Linked DNA regions of Hordeum vulgare: region 2 is linked to region 1. Evidence: chromatin contacts called from public HiChIP or PLAC-seq data. All regions are on one chromosome and are shown on one strand. Each heading gives the region's core, a stretch centred on a gene start, on an enhancer-like site or on the middle of the called end of the contact. The rest is flanking DNA. Distances are from core to core; before and after follow the strand shown. Region 1 has its middle 240 kb from the start of LOC123448472. Region 2 has its middle 9.0 kb from the start of LOC123448472.

Evidence for each region. HiChIP or PLAC-seq counts read pairs in DNA pulled down with a chosen protein or histone mark.
Region 2: an H3K4me3 HiChIP or PLAC-seq map of embryo shows a contact between it and region 1, with 5 times the contacts expected there. The contact joins two enhancer-like sites. A contact is called at or near these places in 1 of 6 Hi-C or Micro-C datasets (seedling) and 1 of 1 datasets of contacts at active chromatin or transcription factors (embryo).

The regions. Positions count from the first base shown.
Region 1 is chr4H:251,858,782-251,863,289 of MorexV3_pseudomolecules_assembly, reverse strand. No RefSeq gene overlaps it. Among protein-coding and RNA genes, the nearest start is that of LOC123448472, 240 kb to the left of the region's middle. Within about 2 kb of position 2,514, at least 3 of the 3 cell types and tissues checked have open chromatin away from gene starts, as enhancers often do. A contact at or near this core is called in seedling, where this site is marked.
Region 2 is chr4H:252,106,414-252,110,921 of MorexV3_pseudomolecules_assembly, reverse strand. It overlaps the pseudogene LOC123448471. Among protein-coding and RNA genes, the nearest start is that of LOC123448472, 9.0 kb to the right of the region's middle. Within about 2 kb of position 1,926, at least 3 of the 3 cell types and tissues checked have open chromatin away from gene starts, as enhancers often do. A contact at or near this core is called in seedling, where this site is marked.

The DNA of each region.
Region 1 (4,508 bases), core at 1,265-3,764:
GATAACTTGAAGTTAACGTAATTAAAATATGCCAACTGTGTGCATAACCGTGTCTGTCTCTTTCGTGAGTTCTTTCTCCGATCGAGGACACGGTGGGGTTATGTCTGATGTAGGTAGGTGTTCAGGATCATTCATTTGATCATCAGTAGTCACGTCCGTTATGCGTTGATCTTCCCCCTCTAATTCTTGTACTCGTAAGTTTAGCCACCAAGTATATGCTTAGCCGCTGCTGCAACCTCACCACTTAACCATACCTCACCCATTAAGCTTTGCTAGTCTTGATACCTTTGGAAATGAGATTGCTGAGTCCCCTGTGGCTCACAGATTACTACAACACCAGTTGTAGGTACATGTAAAGGTTACTAGACACGAGCGCGTTGATTGTTCATTTGGAGTTGCTTCTTCTTCTTCATCATCGATCTAGGATGGGTTCCAGGCCGGCGGCCTGGGATAGCAAGGATGGACGTCGTTCTTCTTTTGTCGTTTGTTTTCGTCCGTATTCGGACCCTGCTCTTACTCTTGATGTTTATGTAATGTACTGATGTGACTCTGATGTAGCTTGTGGTGAGTGTAAGCCAATTCTATATATATCTCATCTTTTTAGTACATGTACTTCCAACGATATCCATTCTTGCGACACGACGAGATGCGCTTCTATCCCTGACGAGGCCTTCGTGCCAAATTGAGGATAGGGTCGCATCTGGGCGTGACAATACACTTTGATTATCGGTCCTCAAACCGCTCGCCTCGCTAGACAACGTTAGAATCGATAAGAATGTCCTAAAGGCGTAATACGAGGCCACTGTCGGTGGACCTCCAAAAGGGTTTAACAATCCGAGGCAGTTTAATGCTTGGATTGTCCCAAGAATAATAAAGAATTTGGGTCCATATGTTACTCTACTAGGGGAACTCGCGTGACAAGCGGAAGACATCCAAAGCTAGAAGACCCGAGGAGTGTGTGTGTCTTCGACGATTGGAGACTAGTTGAGGGGCTACTAAGGGTGTCCTGGACTAGGGGTACTAACCCATGGTGTTTGGTCCTTATGGGCCTAATAGGGTCCTATTGAGCAACCGCCCAAAGGACGGTGGGAGCATCAAGACTCGCTCGTATGAAGGAAGTAAACTTCCGAAGACCTAGTGTGCAACCCAAGGATAACTCTATAATTGGCATATCTACAACCGACCTAAACATGTAACCTAGATCCCCTGGGTATCTATATAGGCACAGGGGTTTAGTACGTAGAGGGACAAATTATTCGCCTTAGGGACTGTACTAGAGAGACCAACATATTATAATCAAAGTAGGACGTTGGTATCTACCTCGTCTAGGGGGCCCGAACCTAGGTAAACATCATCTCCCTACTCTTCCTCTTACCATTGATCTTAGATCCATGGCTCGAGACCCAATATTCGAGTTGTCGGTTTTACCACCGCCATAAGGTTGCTTTCCACCTAATAATCCTCTTCTACCAAGCCAAATTTCTGGGAGAGAGTGATTGACTCTTTGATGTAACAACCCGCAAACGATGCTCTAAAAGATTCCCTTTTTATTCCATTGTCGTCATATGATTTGTTTGGTTGTCGCATTCATCATCACATCATTTGCATCATCAGCATTGCATCGGCATTTCGTTGCCGTCATTTTTCAAAACTTGCATCGATTGTTAGTTATCGGTCCTCTCCGTTTTTGTCGTTGACCGTTTGAGACCAACCACACACACATGAGCCCGCGGTATCGATAAAATATTGTTGTAAAAGGGTGTATAAAAATTCCTCGGAATGGGTTGAAAGTTGGCGTGTGGTCTTAATATAGCTTAGAAAGATCGTCTGCCAAATTTCGACGCAATCGTAGTCCGTTTGATACATGAACCGTTAAACTTATAGCGACACTATACCCTGTCAAATCGCAAACATTTTCGTATATAAAAGTTGTTGTCGGGCTTCCCGCGTATCCCCTCTCTTCTCATGCCTAGCCCCTGTGCATAGTGCACCGACCCTCGTGCCCGTCCGATAGTTTCCCAGAACCCAAAACATACGGTCGTGACCGATAGGTCCAAATCAACCCCGTAATACCCAAAGCATCATCTGTTTTTCAACTTGACTCCCTAGCCTATTTTTCTCTACCGCGCGATCTAAATCGGATGATCCACATATACCCTACTCGGTCCTATCTATATAAATACTGATGCAATCCTTAGAGCAAGTATAATAAGGTACAGTCAGCAGGCTGTAAGGATTAAAATACTATATTTTTGCTGAGTTGGATGAGAGAGAAGAAGAGAGACAAGGAAGCGGGCTCTTCGTGAAGAGCCAGCTCTAACACGTGCTCCTAGGTGTTTTGTGAGAATGAAAGGTGGGCCATATATGATAAAAATAATACTCTTTGATAGCTAACTATTGTACAAGCTAGCTATAAGGCTGCTTATAGGCTTATAGCCAGCAGTATAGCTCTTAACCTTAGGCAAACATTCCCCTAATAATTAGCGCCGTCGCCATCCCTTGTCCCATCTCCCTCCTCACAGATCCAAACCAACCAATCGCATAGTGACCGCTATAGTGACCGCTTGCCCGACCTCGTCCCTCAGCCCGCATCACCGCGCAGCTCGCCAGCCGCCGCAGCTCCCGATCAGGCGTGGGAGTACCCGAGCTGCTCCCTGCATCTAGCCGACCTCAAGCCTCGACCCCATGGCGCCCGAGGTCCACGAGCTCGACCCCAAGATCCTACTAAAAGCCCCCGTTGCTAGCCACCTTCAGATCCATCGGCTGGCCACCAGACCTACCGGAGCCTCGCCCGAGATGCCCATCACCCCTCGTCGACCTTGCCGGCCATCCCAGTCGTCCCTAATCAACAGTAGTAGCCAAGGAGCTGCTCAACCCCGAGCGACCACCCACGTAGGAACTCACCCCGACCTTTTCCTCCCTTTCCTTCCCTCTCTCTTCTCTCTCTCCGCGATCTAACCTCCTTGTGTGCTCTCGGGGTGTGCAATGATGCCCGCCATGGACACGAGGTCCGCTGCCGTCGTTGGTTGTTGTCGTTCTCCGCCGGAATGGATGGATCCGTTCTTCCCCAACCCGCCTCCGCTGGATCCGCGCCTCCCCGCCATGGTTGCGTGTGTTCGCCCAGGCCTCATCCCGCTCACCTGCGCGTGGTCGCATTGACCCGTTCCAGCGCCAACGTGGGTGAGCGCCACGTCATCCATGCGAGGCCTCCTTTGCATCACCTGTCGCTGCTTGCTTGTTGAGCCAGCCCAACTCGCCTCAACAGCCAGCCCGCTGCCCCATCAGCCAAGCCATTGGCGCCTCCCAAGGACCAAATCGTCCTCCCCAACGTAGGTCTAGTGCGCTAGGAGACCGCTCCATCGATCCGGGCCTAGGCCCGCAAGATGAGTTGCAACCGAGACATTTCCAAGTTGTGGTTAGCTATCTGTTGCTCGGTGCGTTGAATAGTATGTTGCCCCGAATGATGTGTCCCAGATTTGGCCCGTTTGCCATTTTTTCCCGGCGCTGCGTATTTATTCAATTATCCTATGAAAAAACTATTTTAGAGATTAGTCCGTAAAATCATGCATCTACAACTTTTCGACCGTACATGGGACTAAAATGAGTTAGACATGTAAAATGATTAGAATTTCATGTAGATTCATAATATCCCACTTTCATATATGTTAAAATATTTAAACTTGTTGTTTGCGTTATTTTGCGTGGTGCCATTTTAAAATGTTTTAATTCATAGCAAAATAATTGTGCATTGGATTTAAAACTTTATATATGAAATTATTGAGAATTTTGTGTAGATTAATAATTTGCAACTTTCACACATGTTAAGAATGTTTAACTTGATATTTTCATTTAATTTGCGTGAATGATATGTTACAACGGTTTGTCTCCTAACTAATTAACCGTAGCTTCGATTAAAATGTTCCACATATGTAACTTGACTAAAAATGTGTAGAATAACATGGTGGCATTTATTTTGCTACTTAACTACTTCAAAACATCTGGGGTCCAGATAAGCTGTCTTTATTCCATTGATCATAGTATGATAATATGATGATCAATTAATGCAGTATACCTATGTTTGAATAGCGCATCATGGCAGTTAGTCCTCTTTCGCAATCTTTAATTTTTCACCCATAAGGCAGGGCACCCATGTTTGAACTATGCATCGTGGCGACTAGTCCTCTTGGGCGACTTTTGATTTTTCGCCAATAAGGCAGGAGCCCTCGGAACTAGGTTATCTTCCCTGCAATGACCCGGGGTTCTTGAATTTTTTGAGCACGGCTGAATCTGCCGAGTCATGACTGTGTAGCCCCCGAGTCTTAAGTCGACTCGAGGAGGCGGCTTAAGAGTCTTCATACTTGGCTATGGCATAAGTCGGCATGAGTTAGATGGTTGAATGATGGAATTTATTGATACTGGAGACGATGTGGGAAGTTGATGATTCTTGTGATGCTCATCGTATGTCTTTGGAAAATATCGTGGCCAAATTGTGTTCATAAGCCTCTAAA
Region 2 (4,508 bases), core at 677-3,176, 250 kb before region 1:
GACAACCTTGGAAACAGATGGTAAATTCATCGGTTTATAGTCACAATCATAATTAGCTTTGGAGCAGCTTGTACAAGATTGAGGTGGATAGAGAAATTGGAATTGCATCTGTTCCATGCAGTGTTGCACGCGGTCCGTCTAATTATTTTTTCTATCACGGAGACGATGTGAGTTTTCATTGCAAGATTAAGGCCCGGTTCTTTTGAGAAGATTCTATAGAATCTCAGTCCCGAAAATCCCGAGCCAAAAGAACTCGAATGAACTACCAAAATCTGAATCAGATTCTGCAGAATCTCAGTGCAATTCAAAATCTGAGGAAAACCTGGTTTCTCCCACAATCTCAAGATTCTACCAAGTCCCACAAAAGAAAACCTTTCGGATTAATACCATACCCCTATTGTACCACGTAATTACAGGCAAAATGCCACCGAGCAGTCAACCAAAACGCCCCGCATTTGCGCTCGCTCCCCACCCCGCCTCTGCATCTGAGCTCGCTCCTCAGGCCGCATCTGCGCTCGCTCCTCAGGCCGGCCCCGCCCCGCCGCCGGCAGGCCCCGTCGCCCCGCCGCCGGCAGGCCCCGTCGCCCCGCTCGTCAGGCCGGCCTCCGCCCCGCCCAGCCGCCGGCCGGCCCCGCCCCGCCCAGCCGCCGGCCGACCCCGCCCCGCCCCGCCTCCGGCCGGCCAGGCCCCGCCCCGCCCACCCTGCAGTCTGCCCCACCCCGCTGTGAGCTTCGTTCTTCTTCCCTGTAAACAGATACTATAAACAGATATTGCTGCTTATTTGTTAGATGGATGGATTGATTTGCTGCTTATTTGTTAGATGGATGGATGGATGGATTTGCTGCTTATTTGTTAGATGGATGGATGGATGGATTTGCTGCTTATTTGTTAGATGGATGGATGAATTTGCTGCTTATTTGTTAGATGGATGGATGAATTTGCTTCTATCTAAGGGCAGTACAGACATTTCAACACACAACACTTTCCAGAATCTCAAACTACAATCTCTGAAAAGAACTCAACCACAGATTCTGGGAGAAGCAGATTCTGGGAGAATTTTCCATAATCCTGATTCTCTAAAATCCAGGGTGAAAAGAACCGGGCCTAAATCCATACTGAGCGTGTCAAAACAAGAAAACACCGATCTGCTAGTGTCCACGGTGGAAGGCTAATACGAGTTGAATCAAAGGATAAAAAAGCGCATTTCGGGGTGGATCGCTTTCTAGTTGTCAGCCCTCATATGATGAGGGAAAGAAGGACCACATGCAAACCTTGTTTGATTATAAGTTCCAGACTGATCGTATTGCTCCCAGACTAGGATGTCCTCCTGGCGTACACCGACCCTGGCTACAAGGCGACACGTGCCTTCAAGGATGGGGCGTCGTTCCTGGCGAGTATACTCGGGTGGCTGTTGGGGTCGGTCCGCCACGCCCGCGTCAGTACCCCTCCTCTCCTAAAGTCGGCCTTGTCTCTTGTCAACCCACCTCGGCACCTCTCTCCGAGTCGGACTCGTTCTGCCACCGCATGTTCACTGCACCCCGCCTCACCCATCGGGCTTGTCTTAGAATCGACCAAGCTCCACTATGCCTCGCCTCCACCATGGCGTCTCCTTTCCATAACCTCGCCTTTGCCGCCGCTTCACTTTGCCTCCACCACCGCATCCTCGACGCCGCGACTGCGCCATGGCCACCTCGTCCTCACCATGTCCATTTGCCGCGCCGAGCTGTAACGTACCTTCTCTCTCTCTTGGTCAGATCTGGGAGAAGGGGGAAGGGAAAGGAAGAAGGAGGCGAGGTAGGAGAAAGCAGAGGAAGGTTCGAGGGAGATCAACTCCTCTCGCCGGTTTACTAGTTTAGGTAATACGGAGTACATGATATTCCCCCCACACACAACCACTGCACTTATAACTCAGGCACACCACCAACCCAACTACGACAGATCACACACGCTGTCGCACACACCGCTTCCCGCGTCAGGATGTCCACCCACACTCCCTCCCTCCCTTCTTAAGTTCTTAGCGGCGGGATGGGCGTGCTAAACGGGCCAACTGACTGCTCCCCAAGCAGAGCAGCGCCGGAGGGGAGGACGCAGAATCGGAGAAAATGTCGGAATCGAACTCGTACGAGGAGCAGCGCCGGAGGCAGATCGAGGAGAACCGGCGGAAGGGCGAGGAGCTCCACCTGCACCACCTCTCCGCCGCCGTCCGCGAGGCCACCGCCAGGCCCAAGCCCAAGCACAAGCCCAGGCCGGTTCGTCAGATCCTCTCCCTTCTTCTTCCTTGCCTCCGGTCTTCCATCTCCTTTTCTCCCCTACTAAAAATGTGTGGTGCCGCAGAAGCCCAAGGCCCCGGGCCCCGGCGAGCTCCGGCGGTCCGGCCGCGTCGCCAGCCTCCCGGAGCAGCCCGACTACCTTGCGGGCGCAAAGCGTCGCGACTACCGTGGAGGGTACGAGGCACATGCCGCCGCCAAACAAAAGGCAGAGGAGCTCCAGCGCCGGATTCACGACATCCGCTGGCCGGCCTTCGTCAAGCCCATCATCCACGACTGCGCCAGCAAGTCATTCGCAATGGTATTTTTTTTAGCAAGAGAACTTGTTGCACTGGATGTGCTTCTTGGATCGGATTGGATGTTGATTGATTTGGTGGGTTATGTATATGCATTGTGTTGTGTTGTGACAGGCAATCCCCAAGGACTAAATCAAGTATCTCCCGGCGCACGACGAGGCGGTCGTCGTGGTGGATGAGGCGGATGACGAGTTTCACATGGTGTACAATGCCAGACACAACTTCCTCAGGAATGAGTGGAGAGGGTTCGTCGTCCACCATGGCCTCGCCGATGGCGATTGCTTGGTTTTCCAACTCACAGACAGGACAAGGTTCAAGGTGAGATTTAGCATCATGGTCACCGGTCCATGGATAAAATCGCTCTGCTTTTACTATCAGCAACTCCACGTTCAGTACGATTGCATACATATAGCTTGTTTCAAATGTGGTCGTATGCTACTCCTACATGGGAAAAACCTGTTATGGCTGCATAATAACCAAACTAGACACAAAGTCGTTGTGTAGTATGACAAATTTCCATGTTTTTTTATATATGTCTTAGATTTAGATTATAAAGCAGGTTACGTGCCATATCCATGATTGAAACCAGTGAGCTGTGTTTACATGTTCAAAGATAACAAGTTAGGCCTGTTTTGGTAGCCAATTTTGCACACAGTATGCAGGGAATGATGCAATTGCTCACCGTCAGTACCAGATGCCTTTGTTTAATCTAATGGAAGGGATTCTTTTAAGGCCTGATCATGGGGGGTTCGTTTACTCTTACTGCTAAGTGCACTTTATGTGACTCATTCTATGTAAACGATGCAGGTCTACATAATTAGAGCAAGTTCCGGTTATGGAAATGACAAAACTTCTGATGATGACGACAAACGCTAATGATGCTATGTGCTTCTGAATTGTGATACAATGACCCATCGGGGCAGGTACATTGTTCTTATACAGTTGTTTGCTTAGGTTACAGGATACCTGAATTGAATATTTCTTTATCCTAGGCCGAGGCACTGATTTCATAATTGGCCAAGCTCAGTTTTTTGGATAAAAATTACAAACCGGCTCGCTTCTGAGTTACGACCAAACATAACCATGTTTCCTGCACTGGGGTTGGATGTTTTCGCAAAACGAACTGGTCATTTCTCCCATTTCCCTATTGGTTTGAGATTTCGAGCCTAACATGTGAAACTGCCACCTTATTCTGTTGCTTTATCCTAGCCATGAAAATAAACAGGAAACTGCAGTTTATGTAGGAAGTTTCTATCTTCTCGGCAGTCAAACAGACAAACTAATCATTCGACATCTTAGATGCGCTTGTAGAAAGTAAAAACTGCCGGGATAGTGTTTCTCTTAAATCCGATGCTCTTCGCAAAAAAATTCTGCCTCTCTTGCCTCAGTGAGCTCTTCTCTTGAGACTTGATCAGCAGTTCTGTAGTAGTACTAAATAAAAGGCTCTTGTATAGGTTCTGATTTATCCGTATATATAGATGCTAACATGTCAAATGTCTTCGTTTCTTCTGCAGATTGTTAGAGAAGCAATTTCTTTGCTGATTCTGGAGACTCGGCTGCTGATGTTTCGTGCTGGTTGCATGAAGAGTCGTCGCACTCTCAGTCTCAGTGTAGCAGGATTTTTAACCCAGACTAGATAGTAGTAGTAGGTAACAGCGTGTGCTGCAGACCTTGAATGGGTTGAAACTAAATGCTTCTACTCTCTCCCAAAGAAATGCTTCTTGCGTGATGATGGCGAGTGCTGTATCCTCGTAGCCCAACGCGCGCGGCACCTCGCCCGTGTCCGCGCCTACCACCTGACGTGCCTCCGCCTCGGTGTCCTGCTCCCCGACAGCGAGGAAGGCGAGGAGCAGGATCATGAGGACGGCGATTACTATCCGGAGCTCCGCTGCCACAACGGGGAGTACTACTATGACGGCGGGCAGGAGGGGAGCGAGGAGGATGT